5 separate regions of the Mus musculus genome follow, and regions 1, 2, 3 and 4 are each linked to region 5. Evidence: chromatin contacts called from public promoter capture Hi-C data. All regions are on one chromosome and are shown on one strand. Each heading gives the region's core, a stretch centred on a gene start, on an enhancer-like site or on the middle of the called end of the contact. The rest is flanking DNA. Distances are from core to core; before and after follow the strand shown.

Region 1 (2,796 bases), core at 94-2,593, 1.6 Mb after region 5:
GAGGCAACACCAAACTAATCACGGGTATCCAAAGGCTTACTGAACACTAGATAACAAACTAGGCTTCCTTACACATAATCTCAACTGCATGTTTAAATCGTTCTGCCCCCACAGGACCTTAAACACTGCAGAGAGCCAAGCCTTCAACTGCTCACCTGAAGCTTTCTTTTCTTTCAGATGTTCATTGAATGAGCTATTACTGTCTCCTTGTTCTACAGCAGATTGTTCCGGATTTGATACAATATCCTAGAAAACATGAGCACATAAGATCCTCACAGTACACAAAGTAGTACAACAGGGACCTTTCTGTGGGTGAGAACACGTTGATTTCATTTTTCGTTCCCCACCAACTTTATCCAAAAGCTAACAATCAACTAAACACGTTAATTTTCTGGGTTAGTTTGGTGTAGGGGGGTCAGAAAAAAATAATAACTTGAACAGGGCATCATCACTCACTCACCAACACGGGGTTCTCTTTGTGCATCTGCAGATTAGGAAGGTGTCGAGATAGCACGCTGAAGTGAGAGCCTGCATCTTCTTCCAGAACCTGGCTTTCAGGCTGAGAATCTTCTATTATCAGGCAAGGAGTGTCTTGCTGAGAGAAATCTGAATCCAATTGACTTCCAGTAGGGTCCATCTGCTCCCCTGGAATGGAATAACAAAAGATCAGTTCGAAGAGTAACCCTATTGAGCTTTCCACACACAATCTGAGACTAAATAAAGGGGCGGAAGTGTGAGATCGAGAAAGGGACCATTCTAGGGCTACCCAGTAGCCCACATTTGCAATCGCTCTTAGCACTTTCTCAGCCATCTCCCCAGCCCTCATTTCTCCGTTATTTACCACCGCGCCTCTGGATCCTTCGATCTCCCCCTCCCTCCCTCCTTTCTCTTCACCTTCCCTCAGACACGCTTCCTTCCTCACCTCTTCTCCCCGCCCCTTTCCATCCCCCACACAACTCTCCCCGCGTTCTGACGCCACTGAGCCCCGGGAAGACCTCTTCGCAACCCCGGCGGGCGGGAAGCCCACGGCCCTCATGCGGCCTCAGGACCACCGCGGCGGCTGCCTCCCCACCCCCTCCCCGGCCCTCCAACCCCGTCCCCGTCACCGCCGCCATGCTTGCCACCCCGCCCCCTCCAGGCGGCCAGCCCTTCAAGCCCGCCACCCGGGCCTCTGCGGCCCGCTAGCTCGGCTCCGCTCGCAGCACTACCTGGCATCCCGGCGAGAGGTGCCTCGCGCTGGATCTAGAGGTTTCTGCACGCTGCCCAGGCCCCTCCAGGTCGATCCCCAGGTCGCCACTGTCGCCACCGCCGCCACTGGCCGCGAGCTCCCCCTTTTCCCGTCACGTCACGCAATATCGGATCGCCCATTCGCTGCTGTTGTCTGCCACTCAGGAAATCCTATGGATGATAGGTGGCTGAGGTGAAGTGCCCGCCCCCAGCGTAAGAAAAGGAACACGGCGGCGTGTTTCCATGGTAGCATGGACGTCGCAGGCCCTCCCCCTAATACAGCCAGCATGACAGTATCCTTGAACCGAAGGGACATTAAGAGGGCATGAAATAAAAACCCCTGCCTGAAGGACGGGGGTACTCACTACTCACACTTGAGGGCTTCGGCCCCTTCACTGACTTCCGTGGAAAAGGAGAGTCTCCTGGATTTTCAAAGAAAGGGCAAAGAGGAGGAGAATTGAGGAGAGCTAGTACTTCTGAAATGGTGAAATGGAAGAGAAGCCTCTGTGGGGTTTGCCAGTGTCGATCAGGATCCCATTTGTAGACCTCTGCCTGAATTTAAAGGCTTCCGTTTTCCCACTCTATGTCTCTGGCAGTTTTGATTTTGTTGTTTTATATTGTCTTCGTGTTCCCACTCCCTTTCAAGCTTCCCTATTTGTCTCTCTCTGCCCTTTCTTTTAGGGAATTGCAGCAGCCCCAGACGCTTTGCACCTCCCATTGAACGAACTGAGCATTGTAATCCTCAAACTAGAAGCAAAGAGAACAGCTGTCACCCCTACTAACTCAATGACCTAAAGGATCCAGGCCCAGAGATTTAATTATCCTAATCATGGTGTCAGGGTCTTATAAAGGGTGTGGCAGCTGTGACAACTATTAATGAACTGAGCTCAAGATACATATGTGGTTTCACTGTCATTTTAATTTAAAGAGCCGTTGGATCTGGGCTAGAATTCTAACCAAGCAGCTGTCAGGAGGGAAAGCACCTAGCACAGTGCCAAGAATATACATAGAAGGCATTAAAATGGAGGCGGTTTTCTCTACTCCAGACTCAGAATTATTTAGGCACAGCCCATACATGATTCTCAACTTCTATAAATGCCCAGTTTAGCACTTGAAATAAGCCAAGCTTAGAGAGGAGCATCCTACCAGCCAATCTCCTCTCTGCTGCTATAAATTACAGTGATCATATTCTCCTAACCCAAAAATCAAAGCATGTTGTCTTCATACGCATTACTTGTGGGAACAAAAGGATCAGCTTAAACGAAATCGCTCTGAAAATTTTAGGATCTATTGTTATAACTAAAATTCCAATCCTAGAATGTTTTACAAGTAGAGCAAAAATGACCCAAATCACAGAGACACATCTTACCTCTTAATCCTAAAATCATTCATGATTGACTCCTGAGTTTCTCTACTGAGTACTAGACATCAAATCAATGCAATCAAAAAAAAAAAAAAAAAAGACCCCACCTCAAGCCGACCTCAACTATAGCAGAGCACTAAGTGTATCAGTCTGCTTAGCTTGAGAGGAAGGAGACCAACTAGGTCTAAGACTGGGCAGACTGAGCT
Region 2 (2,700 bases), core at 83-2,582, 1.7 Mb after region 5:
TGTTCGGTACGGATTTTGTTTTTCATCTAAGCAAAAGACATAAAAGTCATAAGAAGCTAGGCAGTGGTGGTGCACGCCTTTAATCCCAGCACTTGGGAGGCAGAGGCAGGCGGATTTCTGAGTTAGAGGCCAGGCTGGTCTATAAAGTGAGTTCCAGGACAGCCAGGGCTGCACAGAGAAACCCTGTCTCGAAAAGCCAAAAACAACAACAACAACAAAAAAAAAACAAAAACAAAAGTCATAAGAAATATCTTCACAGCTAACTAAATATTCGGGTTATTTTCACTTTCTGACAGCATTTGTAATTAAACACTTCTTTTTGAAAATTAGGCTTAAATGTTAGGCAGGTGGCCCATGGCTTGGATCCCAGCGCTCTGGAGATAGAGGCAGGCAAATCTCAGAGCTCAAAGACAGCCTAGTGAAGGACAGCCAGGGCTACACAGAGAAACTATCTTGAAAAACAAACAAAAATCAGTTTAAAAGGCAGGCAGTGTAGACAGATATTCCAGTCTCAAGAGGATGGTGGATCTCTGTTGAGTTCCACATTTGCCTGGTCTATATAGTGAGTTCCAGGGCAGCCAATCCTCCTTGCCTCAAAAAAAAAAAAAAAAAAAAAAAAAGGTGAAAGCTGAGCCTGTGCCTATTAGTACGTAGTGCACACTATCAGTCTCAGCCACTCGAGAGGCTGAGGCCAGAGGATGGAAAGTTCTAGACCTTCGCGGATTACAGTATGAAGTCAAGGCCAGCCTGGACACCTTGGTGTGAACATGACTCAAAAAGTCAAAAGAGGACTAGGGATGTAATCCAGTGTTGGATCACTTGCCCAGCAATGTGCAAGGTTCTGGGCTCAATCCTCAGCTACCCACCCTCTCAAACAAACCAACAAACAACAATGGGGGGGGGGGGAGCAGCAGGCAGGGAGGGCAGAGGCCTAAGGCTGGACAAAGAATACAGACCTCACGTGGACCTGACAAAGCAGGATACGAGGTAGGGCAGCGGCAGGATGTAGACTTACTACGCCCTATAATTGGACAAAGCAACAGCCTGACATTTGGAAAACGTGTCGCGGTGCGCTCAAGTGCGTGCGCGCCCCAATGCCCCGGAGGGAGGGAGCCGGACAGACAGCTCAAGCTCCCCTCCAGCCCTTTCGCGGGCCTCACTTCCGCCCACTCAGCCCTGACTTCACCCCTCCGCCTTCCGCGCCGGCGCCCAGAGCTTCACTCCTCCCCAGCGGGTGGCGCTCAGGGCCGCTCCGGCTTCGCTGAGCCCCCTACTTCCCACCGACCCCCCGTCCAGGCCTCCGCCACAGCCAGACCGGCGGGCGTTCGCCTAAGCGTCCGCCCCGCCTCGCCCCGCGCGCCCGCCAATCGGCAGTTACCAGCTGTTCCGCCCGCCCGACGCTGCGTGACGCAGCCAATCGGCGGCTGCCACACTGCGGGCCCCGAGCAGGCCTAGGGGGTTGGGACCTCGGCAGCGGGTCTGCCCGGGCCAGACGCGCGAGCGCAGGCAAGCGGCTGCAGATTGCGGGCTCTCCCATCTCATTTCTCCGGTCCCGGCCCTCCGACCGCGACCCGCCGCCATGCGCTTCAGCTGCCTAGCTCTGCTCCCGGGCGTGGCGCTGCTGCTCGCCTCGGCCCGTCTCGCCGCCGCCTCCGATGTGTTGGAACTGACGGACGAAAACTTCGAGAGTCGCGTCTCCGACACGGGCTCGGCGGGGCTCATGCTAGTCGAGTTCTTCGCCCCCTGGTGAGGCCACTTTGCGGGATCAGGGCCGGAGGACCGGCTGGGCGCGGGAGCGGTTGGGCCTACGCAGCGCGGGCGCCCTCCACTATCTAGCAGGCCTGGCTGCGGCTGCCTCATTGCCAGTCGGTGGGGAACCGGGAGGCGCTCCGCCCGGGGTGGGGGGTGGGGTGAGGACGAGGTAGGGTGGGGACGGGGGCAGATCCGGAAAGCAGAAAGCCTAAACTCCAGGGTAGGGCCACGTCCTTACCTCCGCGTTCTTGCAGCACTTCCTATGTGGAGGGTTCTCCCATCCCCTCCCCCTCCGGTCTATCTTTCAGTATCTAGGTGAGTCAGTGTATGTGTCCCCAGGTCTGCAGACAAGGCTGGCATCCCAAAGCCTTCAGAGAGGAGGCAGAGGTCCTCTTTTAAGTGGTGAGGTTCTGGGGTTTTTTTTTTTTCTCTTTTTGTCTCCACCCCATTAGAGCCATTGGTTTCTAACCAAGGTCACTCTGTAGCTGCAGAAAGATCCTAAGTGCTTTCTTGAGACAGGCCATTAGTTGGTTCATGGCATGGCTTACACTATTTTACATTAAGCTGCAGAGGCCTCTTATTAAAAGAGTAAACCAACAAGAATTATTTCACTAGGACCTATCATAATTTCAGTATTAAATAATTCTAGAAAATGATAACATTCTGGATAAGAAAGTTACCACTGCTTAACCTAAGAAAAGGGTAAGTTCTATCGAGTGGGTGTGACCCCAAATAAAAACTTTGCTTGGGAAGGGAGAGCAAATAGGATTTCTAGTTTTGTCACTTAGAGTAGTGGATAGGATAATTTACCAATTATTTATTACAAGGGCATACAGTTTAGAGGATGTCAATATTTTTTCCCTCCTAGCACAATGACCCTTAATTCAAACCTGTTCAAAAGTATCAGTAAGACAGAGTGTGATAGTTACACTGTAACTTACCTTTGCT
Region 3 (2,700 bases), core at 126-2,625, 1.3 Mb before region 5:
TAACATGGGGCAAGGATGAAGACGGCCGAATAGAGAGCCAGTGAAGAGGTGGTAAAAATGGGCTGCAGCTTAGGGGGAAACTGAGGACATGATGACAGTTTGAATGTGAGAGCTGAAAAAAAAAAAAAAAAGGCAGCACTCAACAAATATCTTCACTGTTTGTTGAGTTCTGCCATGTATCCAGGCAGGGGTCCCTGGAAACAGAACAGGTCTCCAGCTGAAGGAGGGAGGAGGTGGTTTCTAAAAGGCCTTTGTGTTACCTTGTCTGATCAGAGTGGTCTGAAGGTGAGATGCCTAAGTCAACATTACTAAGTGAACAAGATAGATGCAAACAAGATTGACAGAGACATGTCACCTAACCTAACTCGAGGCATGATAGTGCATTTTTTTTCTGAATTAAGCTACAGCAGGTAGACAACAAAGCAATAGCAATGTCTGAATAGATAGGTTACTTATATGCGTGAAAAAAAAATATGGTCAAATAGGGATGGTGGCACAGTCTCATGATCCTAGCGCTGAGAGGATAAAGTAGGAAGATTACTATGAATTCAAGGCCAGACCATGCTGCAGAGGGAGACCCTGACTCATATGGACACAAATACATCCCTTAAGTATGTAAAGTAGGGTGCAACATTTTACATGAATGTGAATGCTCAAATTTACATTAAATGAACTGGTCGGATAATTCTCTTTGTGGGATTTGAAAATGCAAGGAGAGAATTTCAGAGAGTCCAGAGAGCATGCATGAGACATTTAATTAATGATTCAAGGGTAACGAATGTGGGAAACAGGGTTTACGGTTTTTTCCTCCCAGTAGTCTCATTCTGGGAAGGTCAGGTAAGATAAACGATTTAACTCATGACTGCGCTCTAAAATTTTCCTCTCTCTAGCCAGGCAGGGTGAAGGAGTTCCAGCGCCTGTTTCTGCTACATACTTGTTTTGTGAAAACTAATATGTGTTGTCACTTTGACCTAAGAGACTGGCTCTCCAAAGTGTGTTGGCAATTCCTGACTCAATTTCTCCCCTCAGGAAGAAGGCAAAGCTTTCCCCTACTCTTGTTTTATTAGAAGTCTTGGGCCATGAGAAGTTGGAGCAAAACCCCGCCCACTGGCCTTCTCCGGAGTGGGCCAAACGAGTCAGCCGCGGAGAACCCCGCCTTCAGACCCGCCTCCTGGCCTAGGCTCCGCCCAAGGCCCTCTCACCTGCTCAGAGTCACGCCCCTAGGTCGGTCTTCAGCTCGAGACTCCGCCCCCAGGTTCGTCTCCCGCTGGAGATCCTGTCTTTAAAGCGCCTCCCCAGAGCAGAGCCACACCCCCTAGACCTGTCATCAGCTCGAGGCCCCTCCCCCAGACCCGACTCCGACTCGAGGCCCCGCCCTCAGTTCGGTCACGGCGCGGGCTGGAGCTCCCCTACCCACCCCAGAATCACCGCTACCTCGCCTAGGCCGCTGCGCCTGCCCCGGCCGCCATGGCTGGGGGCCGCGGGGCCTCTGGACGCGGCCGGGCTGAGCCACAGGAGAGCTATTCGCAGCGACAGGACCACGAGCTGCAGGCCCTGGAGGCCATTTACGGCTCGGACTTCCAGGATCTGCGGCCGGATGCGCGCGGACGGGTAGGAACGTGGTTGGTCTGGCCCGGTGTTCTCCAGTCTAGGAACCCAGCCAGACGCCTCCAGTCTGGGGCGACCACTTAGATCCTAAAGGCTTTTCATATTGCAGTTCCACTACCCTCACTTTCTGCCTCTGCGCCGCCACTGGTCTTGAGAAGGCAGCACCTGGCCTGAATTCTCTTTTTTCCCCGGTCGGGCTCCTCTCTCTGCTGTGCTTCTTATTCCCACTGACGTCCCCTAACCACCCTTCGTCCTTCCAACCATTCTTCCCCACACTGACTCGCCCCAGGCCTCGAGGTGGGTTGTGACTGCACATTCATAGTCACTCATTGCTACTTTGTGCTGGGGATGCTTAGGGGGCGTGGGTCCAGGTCTTGTGCTCTCAGCAAACAAACTCCCAGGTCACACTGTGTAAATCCCGTTTCCTGTGTGGAAGAACTTTTTGTACCTTCCTCCGAGACTTTTGAGGAATAGGTATAGAACATGTTTATTGTCGCTGTAATGCAGTGTTTACCGAGTTCTATTTAAAACATCACTTTCCTTTTTTGTGTGGAAGTTAAGCTGAGGGCAGTGACAGTCTCTCCCTATCCTTGAATAGTGTATCTGCCGAACTAAAATGTTCCTGAAGTTTGAAAGTACTTCTTTCCTCCATCTGCCTTACTTCTTTAACTCACAATGTCTGTCTTTTCTCTATATCTAGTATTTCTTTAGGAAAAGGCTTTACTTAAGCTGTCAGGGCCAAGATTCTCCCACTAAACCAATATACTTTTTAATTTAATGATTTAGACGCTAGGAACACAGTCATGGGTAAAACATGCACAAAACCCCTGCTGCCGGCGGGAAGCTTACTTTTTTAGGCCTTATTTGTAACTTTACATACAGTTATACATGCTTCTTGTAAATAGTAAGATAACCTACAGGTCATCTGGCAACTTCTCTGTTTCCAGGGAACCAGGAAGTAGGGCCTAGGCCACCAGAATAGTGTTACAGAATGTGCAGGGGACTCAGGGAGACCCAGCTGGCTTTTTTTTTTTTTTTTTTTTTTTTTAGTTTTTTTAGTTTTATGTTCCCAAGGTGCAGGAAAATGGAAGG
Region 4 (2,710 bases), core at 3-2,502, 1.5 Mb after region 5:
GGGAAAAAAAAAACTTGTGTAGATCCTCTTATTTGAGAACATTTTTAGGTGAATCGGAGGCTGACGACCTGATACCGGTTTGGTCCGGCAAAAGAGGACCAGCACCTCGGATCTTAAGCAATCCAGAGTAGATTGGTCCTTGCACAAAAGTAACAGTTGCTCCTTTATTGAGTGTTCTCGTTGCGAGGGAGAACTCATTTAGATCTTAAATTAGGCCATATGGAAAGTGAAGAAAGAGACCTTTACGGATAATTACTGATTATTATTAACCCACTGCCCCTGTACGTGCTGTTTATTCTCATGTAGTCTAAATTCTGTGCTAGGTCTACAGTGAGTAAGTATTCAGCATGTAAAAATGACACTCCCCTCCACTTCCAAGATTCTGTGATTCGTATGTGGTATTGAGTATGTCTGCTGAAAATCGCTATAGAAGAGATGTGATTATTCCCTGTGGCGTTGTTGTTTAAAGGAAGCAACCCAGGTTGGACTTTTAAAGTTTCTACATTTGATGCTTAGGAGATACCAGTAAGAAAGCACTCCCAGAGATGCGTAGAAACTTCATCATTTACTAATTTAGTGTCTGCTTGGATTAGGAAAGGAAATAGAAAGACTTGAAGAATGGTTAACTCAGAGCAGTAGTATGTAACGGCTGAGAGTATGAGTTCTGGAGTCCAACTGGATCAAGAAAAATTTTCTATGAAGATTTGGTTATTGGAAAATGTTTTAGGGTTAGGAACTCGTTAGTGGTCTTAGAAGAGCAGATTGTGTGGCAGAATGATTCAGTGCGTGCAAGATATGTTAATAAAGGCATCTAGTCGACCAGAAGGATCAGAGACAGGAGGCAGCAAATACTACCCTCCATCCAGAGACAGGATTTTCGCCTGACAGACCCAACCCATTTAAGGAAAGTGTTTGTGCGACGTAAATATGAAATAACATGTTTTCTTGTAAAAGCAAATTCGTGCTACATGTGTAAGCTAACCTGACCTACGCAGTAGATTAAAGGAGCCCAGAGTTAAAGGGACAGACGAACGCTGGATTTTTAGTTTTCGGGTGTTTTTTTTTTTCTTGTTCTTTTTTTTTTTTACTAGTCATTTCCCCATTGCAGACACACCTAAGTTAGCTTTGCTTAACTTAAGTTAGTGGGAGCAGGGGGTTGAGGGGGCTTGGGAGGTGTAAAAAGAAGATATCAGCAGTGACTGTGTTTCTGTTTGCATGTTAGATCTGAAAATAGTTACATTTGTTATTGTAGGTGAAAGTGATCCCAGAGCCACACATAGTGCAAGTCTTGTTTAAAATGGCAATCTGAAGGAAGTCCAGCACCTCAGAGATTCCCACTTTGATAAGTTTATCGTCCAAGCCGAGAATAAGAGCAAAGAGAAACTTTTCCTTCTACTGAAGTGATGGAGGCCGGACAGCAGTGGCCTGGGAAGACAGACTTTTATCTGCAATTACCAAAAGTGGTAAGAATTAACTACAGAGTTCTTGTTACTGTATAATGGCTTTTGTATTGTTTTCCACAAAAGAGAAGTAAAGCTTATGGGTAGAAATTGTAGAGTGGGTATAGCTGAACCAAGTAGCTGGCCTAGTATAAACTACAACTAGGAACCAGGCCACCAGGGCCTGATGTATGGGGCTCTGGATCTCGTGGACTCTTGTGAACTGATTGTCCTCTTGTGTTAGGAGCTCCATGCCCACTTGAATGGCTCCATTAGTTCCAGTACCATGAAGAAACTGATAGCCAAGAAGCCACATCTTAACGTTCATGGTCACATGACCATGATTGACAAGGGGAAGAAAAGGACTTTACAAGAGTGAGTTTGGGAGGTTGTGGGAATTTTTTGTGGCTGTATTTTGGGATTATAATATATAAGAATCAGATTTTAATACTTAGATAGGGTAGACATCTGGCATAAAATATATAACCTAACTCACAGTGCTTTTCCAACTGTCAGACTGACAGTATGTTTAATGATTTATATTGTTTGTCATATTGAGTTGTTCCTTAGATTTGAAAATAAAGACAGATTGATTTTTCTCTATTTGCTAGTCCTGGCAGGATTAAAGAATAGGAATGGCTGTTTCATACTTTTCAATATAAATAAGTAATATCTTATTTTAGCTATTAAATTGTCTTTCTAGATCAATGTAATTTTGAAAAAAGGTGTATCCTATAGTTCTTTGTAAATTTAAATATATACTTACTATTAACCTCAAATTTACTAATTAATTCCATTCTGAGGGTTTTTCTTGAGTAACAGGTTTTGATGAGGGAAGTGTGTTAAGACATTTTTTTTTTCATTTGTAGATGTTTCCAGATGTTCCAAGTTATACATCAGCTTACTACTAGTGCTGAGGACATCCTGATGGTGAGACACAGAGGCAGGTTAAAATGGCGTGACTTTCCACAGCAGTGCACAGCTCACCTTGCGCATGTCCTTTGGCTTTCATCCACGCTCTGATGGAGATGCTTGCTCTTTCCCCCCACTTCCTTCCCCCTCTTTATTTTTTCCTTTCTTTTTCTATTAATTTACAGATTTTTTTTCATGACAACTCTTTGAAAAGTCAGTGTAAGACATTGGCCTAAGAGCTAATGTAAAGTCTGTTGTTGTCTTAAAAAAAGAGGAAGCGGGTGGAAGGGAAAGGAAGGGAGTGAGAGAAGAACCAAGGTCAGCATTGTATTGAACGGGGAGGAGAAAGGCAGGAGAGC
Region 5 (2,734 bases), core at 198-2,697:
TTTTAATGATGAATATTAAACCTAGAGCCTTACATATGCTTGTAAGCACTACTACTGAGCTATATCCAATACTTTATTTCTTCTTATTCCTCCTCCTCCTTCACCTTCTTCTTCCTCCTCTTGCATTTCAAGACAGGATTTCTACGTACAACAGCTCTTGCTGTTCTGAAACTTGATTTGTAGACAGGCTGGCCTGGAATGCAGAGATCTGCCCACCTCTGCCTTTCAAGTCCTGAGATTAAAGGCATGGGCCACCATTGCCTGGTATTTATTTATATATTGATTGATCGACTAAGACAGGGTCTTAGCCTTGGACTCATTATGCAGACTTAGGCAGGCCTTGAACTTGTGTTCCTTATGTTCTTCCTGTCTTAACCTTCCAAGTATCTAAAAATATGGGTTTATAATTACCACACCTGGCAAGGGATGTGATGTGTACTGTAGTTGAGCTGAGAAAAATAACTTAGAGAGTCAAAGTGGGATAGTAAGAAAGCAAGACCTCATCAACTTAGTCGAGAAAGATTTGAATTCTAAAGTTGTCTATCAGAATGAGTGAACCAGTGCGTTCTAAGACTTGAGAACAACTTCAAATTGTAACTGTTAATACTCCCTAATATAAACCCTGCTGCACATAAATAATATATAAAAATGCATTCCCAGCGTTGACCTTTTTGTCAGATGACTTCAAATTCAACGACATAAAACATTTCCTATACAGCCCTCTTCCCTTCCAAACCTCTGTCATATTTTCTTGACAAAGCTCACACTCATCTTCCTAAATCAGAATCTGAAACCTCTGCCTCCTCTGCGCCCCAACTAGCAAATAATTCAGAACCCATCTATTTCTCTATTCTCATTCTCTTCCAGTGTTGAAGTCACTGTCGTTCCTTACCAAAGACCCAGGACACTCAAGCGAGTTTGAAACTACTTAGCATAGCTCATTAAATTACTGCTTTCTTCCCGGGCCACCTCTCTGCTCATCCCACACCCCGACACCTGGTCCTTCCCTACAATGAATCTGAGTTCTCCGATTATCGCTGGAATAGTCTTCCCTAGTTTTTGGGTCGCATTTAGGCTGTCACTAATAACAGCCCAGGCAGGCGGACTCTGGCTCCTCCACCCAAGCTCTCAGCAATTTCCAGGGGCTGTCGACTATGCGGGTGGTCCCTGAGGCCGCATTCCAGGGCTGGAGATGGATGAGTTTCCTCAGAGTGGACCCTGGTCCGGAGGCTCAAATTCGCTTCAAGTAGGGAACTCCTGGGCAGCCTACAACTCCAACACTGCAGAAGCTTCCGGACAGCTAGATCAGGGAGCGTTGGTCCGGAACCCTCGGGCGCGTGGCTCCGCCCCTCGCGCTGCGTCGGAGGTGGGGCGGGGCGGGGCGCCAGGCGCCGGCGAACGGCGTGCGCCAGGCGGGGGGCGGGGCTAGGGGCGGAGCGGAGCGCGCATGCGCGGTCGCCTTTGTGTGGGTCGAGCGGCGGCGGTGGCGGCGGCGGTGGCGGCGGCGGCAGTGGCGGTCCCACTGGCAGGCGGGCAAGAGGGGAGTCAGGGCGGCGTCCGGCGTGGAAGCCGGGGGACCACCATGGTAAAGAAGCGGAAAGGCCGTGTCGTGATCGACTCGGATACGGAAGACAGCGGCAGTGACGAGAACCTGGATCAGGTGAGGGCAGGCCGCGGAGGCGCGGGCCGGCAGAGCGGGAGGGCTCAGTCCTGGCCACGGGAGCTGGGAGTCGCCCGGCCCGAGCGCCCGGCCAGCCTGGTGTCCGTCCCGCTACTGTAGTCCCTTCCTGTCTCCCCGCTGAATCTTAGGCCCTTGGAGCCCGGGCCAGGCCTGGAGACAGAGCCCCGAGGACTTGGCGCCTTGGGCCGGGAGGCGGGGCAGGGAATTGGGCTGATGGGCCTCGGGGTTTGGGGTACTGAAGGGGGCCGCTGTCTGCTTGGGCCGGATCGGGACGTCATGACTGCAGGCAGGGAGATTCGGGCTGGGCGAGATAGGAAGTATCGCCCGCCAACCCCAATGGCTGAGAGATTTTGGAGGAGGTGCAAGGGTGAGCATGGGGCGGTGGGAGGGAAAATTTGTCTAGAAGGTGTGGACTCTGGAAGGTGAAGTTTTTCAGACCAGGCATGTGGACATAGGAGAGACACCCATACATGTCCCGAAGAGCTTTCGTGGTGCTTGGGGTGGGGGGGAGACTATGATCATTTACGGTCGAAATGGGTTCTCGTTGGGATGTCTGACAAAAAACTCTTTGGAGGAGGAGAGAGGGCAGATAACTGGAAGTTTGAATTGTAGGGCAGCAGAGAGAGACTGTGTTCCAAGCGCTCAGCCTCTTTTATGCAGCAGCATAGAATTCTTTTTCACTTGAAGATCTGAGAAGTACTGAAAGTAACTTGTGGCTTTAGCGTCTTGGAGTACCCGGCATTGCTTCTGTACTTTAAAAAAACACTGCAGGGAGGAAGCTGTTTGTGTAGTAGTACTCTGATGGTATCAGGAGATGATTTCCTCCATGTTTCATGAGTAAATGACATAAAGGAAGGGTAGGAAGCTTTATAAATGGAGTAGATTGAGTACTAAACTCAGAATCTGTAATTCTGATTCCTAATTTCTTTCTAGCCATTTACCTTTGGTTTCCACTGTAAAATGGACATATAATATCAGCCTCATGTATTGAATTGGACAGTTGCATAAAACAAATGTTTATAATAAAAAATGTTGGTATAAACTACAAAGTAT

Evidence for each region. Promoter capture Hi-C pulls out the DNA fragments that hold promoters and counts their contacts. Capture Hi-C pulls out chosen DNA fragments and counts their contacts.
Region 1: a contact with region 5 is called in a promoter capture Hi-C map of liver, with 2.6 times the contacts expected there. The contact joins the promoter of Trp53bp1 here to the promoter of Rtf1 in region 5. A contact is called at or near these places in 2 of 39 promoter capture datasets (cranial neural crest and liver) and 1 of 115 datasets of contacts at active chromatin or transcription factors (astrocytes).
Region 2: a contact with region 5 is called in a promoter capture Hi-C map of liver, with 3 times the contacts expected there. The contact joins the promoter of Catsper2 here to the promoter of Rtf1 in region 5. A contact is called at or near these places in 2 of 39 promoter capture datasets (liver and pre-B cells), 1 of 484 Hi-C or Micro-C datasets (B cells) and 1 of 115 datasets of contacts at active chromatin or transcription factors (astrocytes).
Region 3: a contact with region 5 is called in a promoter capture Hi-C map of pre-B cells, with 3 times the contacts expected there. The contact joins the promoter of Eif2ak4 here to the promoter of Rtf1 in region 5. A contact is called at or near these places in 1 of 39 promoter capture datasets (pre-B cells) and 1 of 484 Hi-C or Micro-C datasets (B cells).
Region 4: a contact with region 5 is called in a promoter capture Hi-C map of liver, with 4 times the contacts expected there. The contact joins the promoter of Adal here to the promoter of Rtf1 in region 5. A contact is called at or near these places in 1 of 39 promoter capture datasets (liver) and 1 of 9 other capture datasets (liver).

Annotation. Positions count from the first base shown.
Region 1 is chr2:121,270,064-121,272,859 of GRCm38.p6, forward strand. Trp53bp1 (transformation related protein 53 binding protein 1) reads right to left here and starts at 1,344. Exons shown (of 28, transcript NM_013735.4): 1 at 1,209-1,344; 2 at 461-645; 3 at 156-246. The coding sequence starts at 1,215.
Region 2 is chr2:121,412,460-121,415,159 of GRCm38.p6, forward strand. It overlaps Catsper2 (cation channel, sperm associated 2), which reads right to left and starts at 1,333. Exons shown (of 13, transcript NM_153075.3): 1 at 957-1,333. Pdia3 (protein disulfide isomerase associated 3) reads left to right here and starts at 1,443. Exons shown (of 13, transcript NM_007952.2): 1 at 1,443-1,746. The coding sequence starts at 1,580.
Region 3 is chr2:118,387,242-118,389,941 of GRCm38.p6, forward strand. Eif2ak4 (eukaryotic translation initiation factor 2 alpha kinase 4) reads left to right here and starts at 1,376. Exons shown (of 39, transcript NM_013719.3): 1 at 1,376-1,611. The coding sequence starts at 1,468.
Region 4 is chr2:121,140,841-121,143,550 of GRCm38.p6, forward strand. Adal (adenosine deaminase-like) reads left to right here and starts at 1,253. Exons shown (of 10, transcript NM_029475.2): 1 at 1,253-1,463; 2 at 1,684-1,814; 3 at 2,309-2,369. The coding sequence starts at 1,404.
Region 5 is chr2:119,673,621-119,676,354 of GRCm38.p6, forward strand. It overlaps Rtf1 (RTF1, Paf1/RNA polymerase II complex component), which reads left to right and starts at 1,448. Exons shown (of 18, transcript NM_030112.2): 1 at 1,448-1,660. The coding sequence starts at 1,448.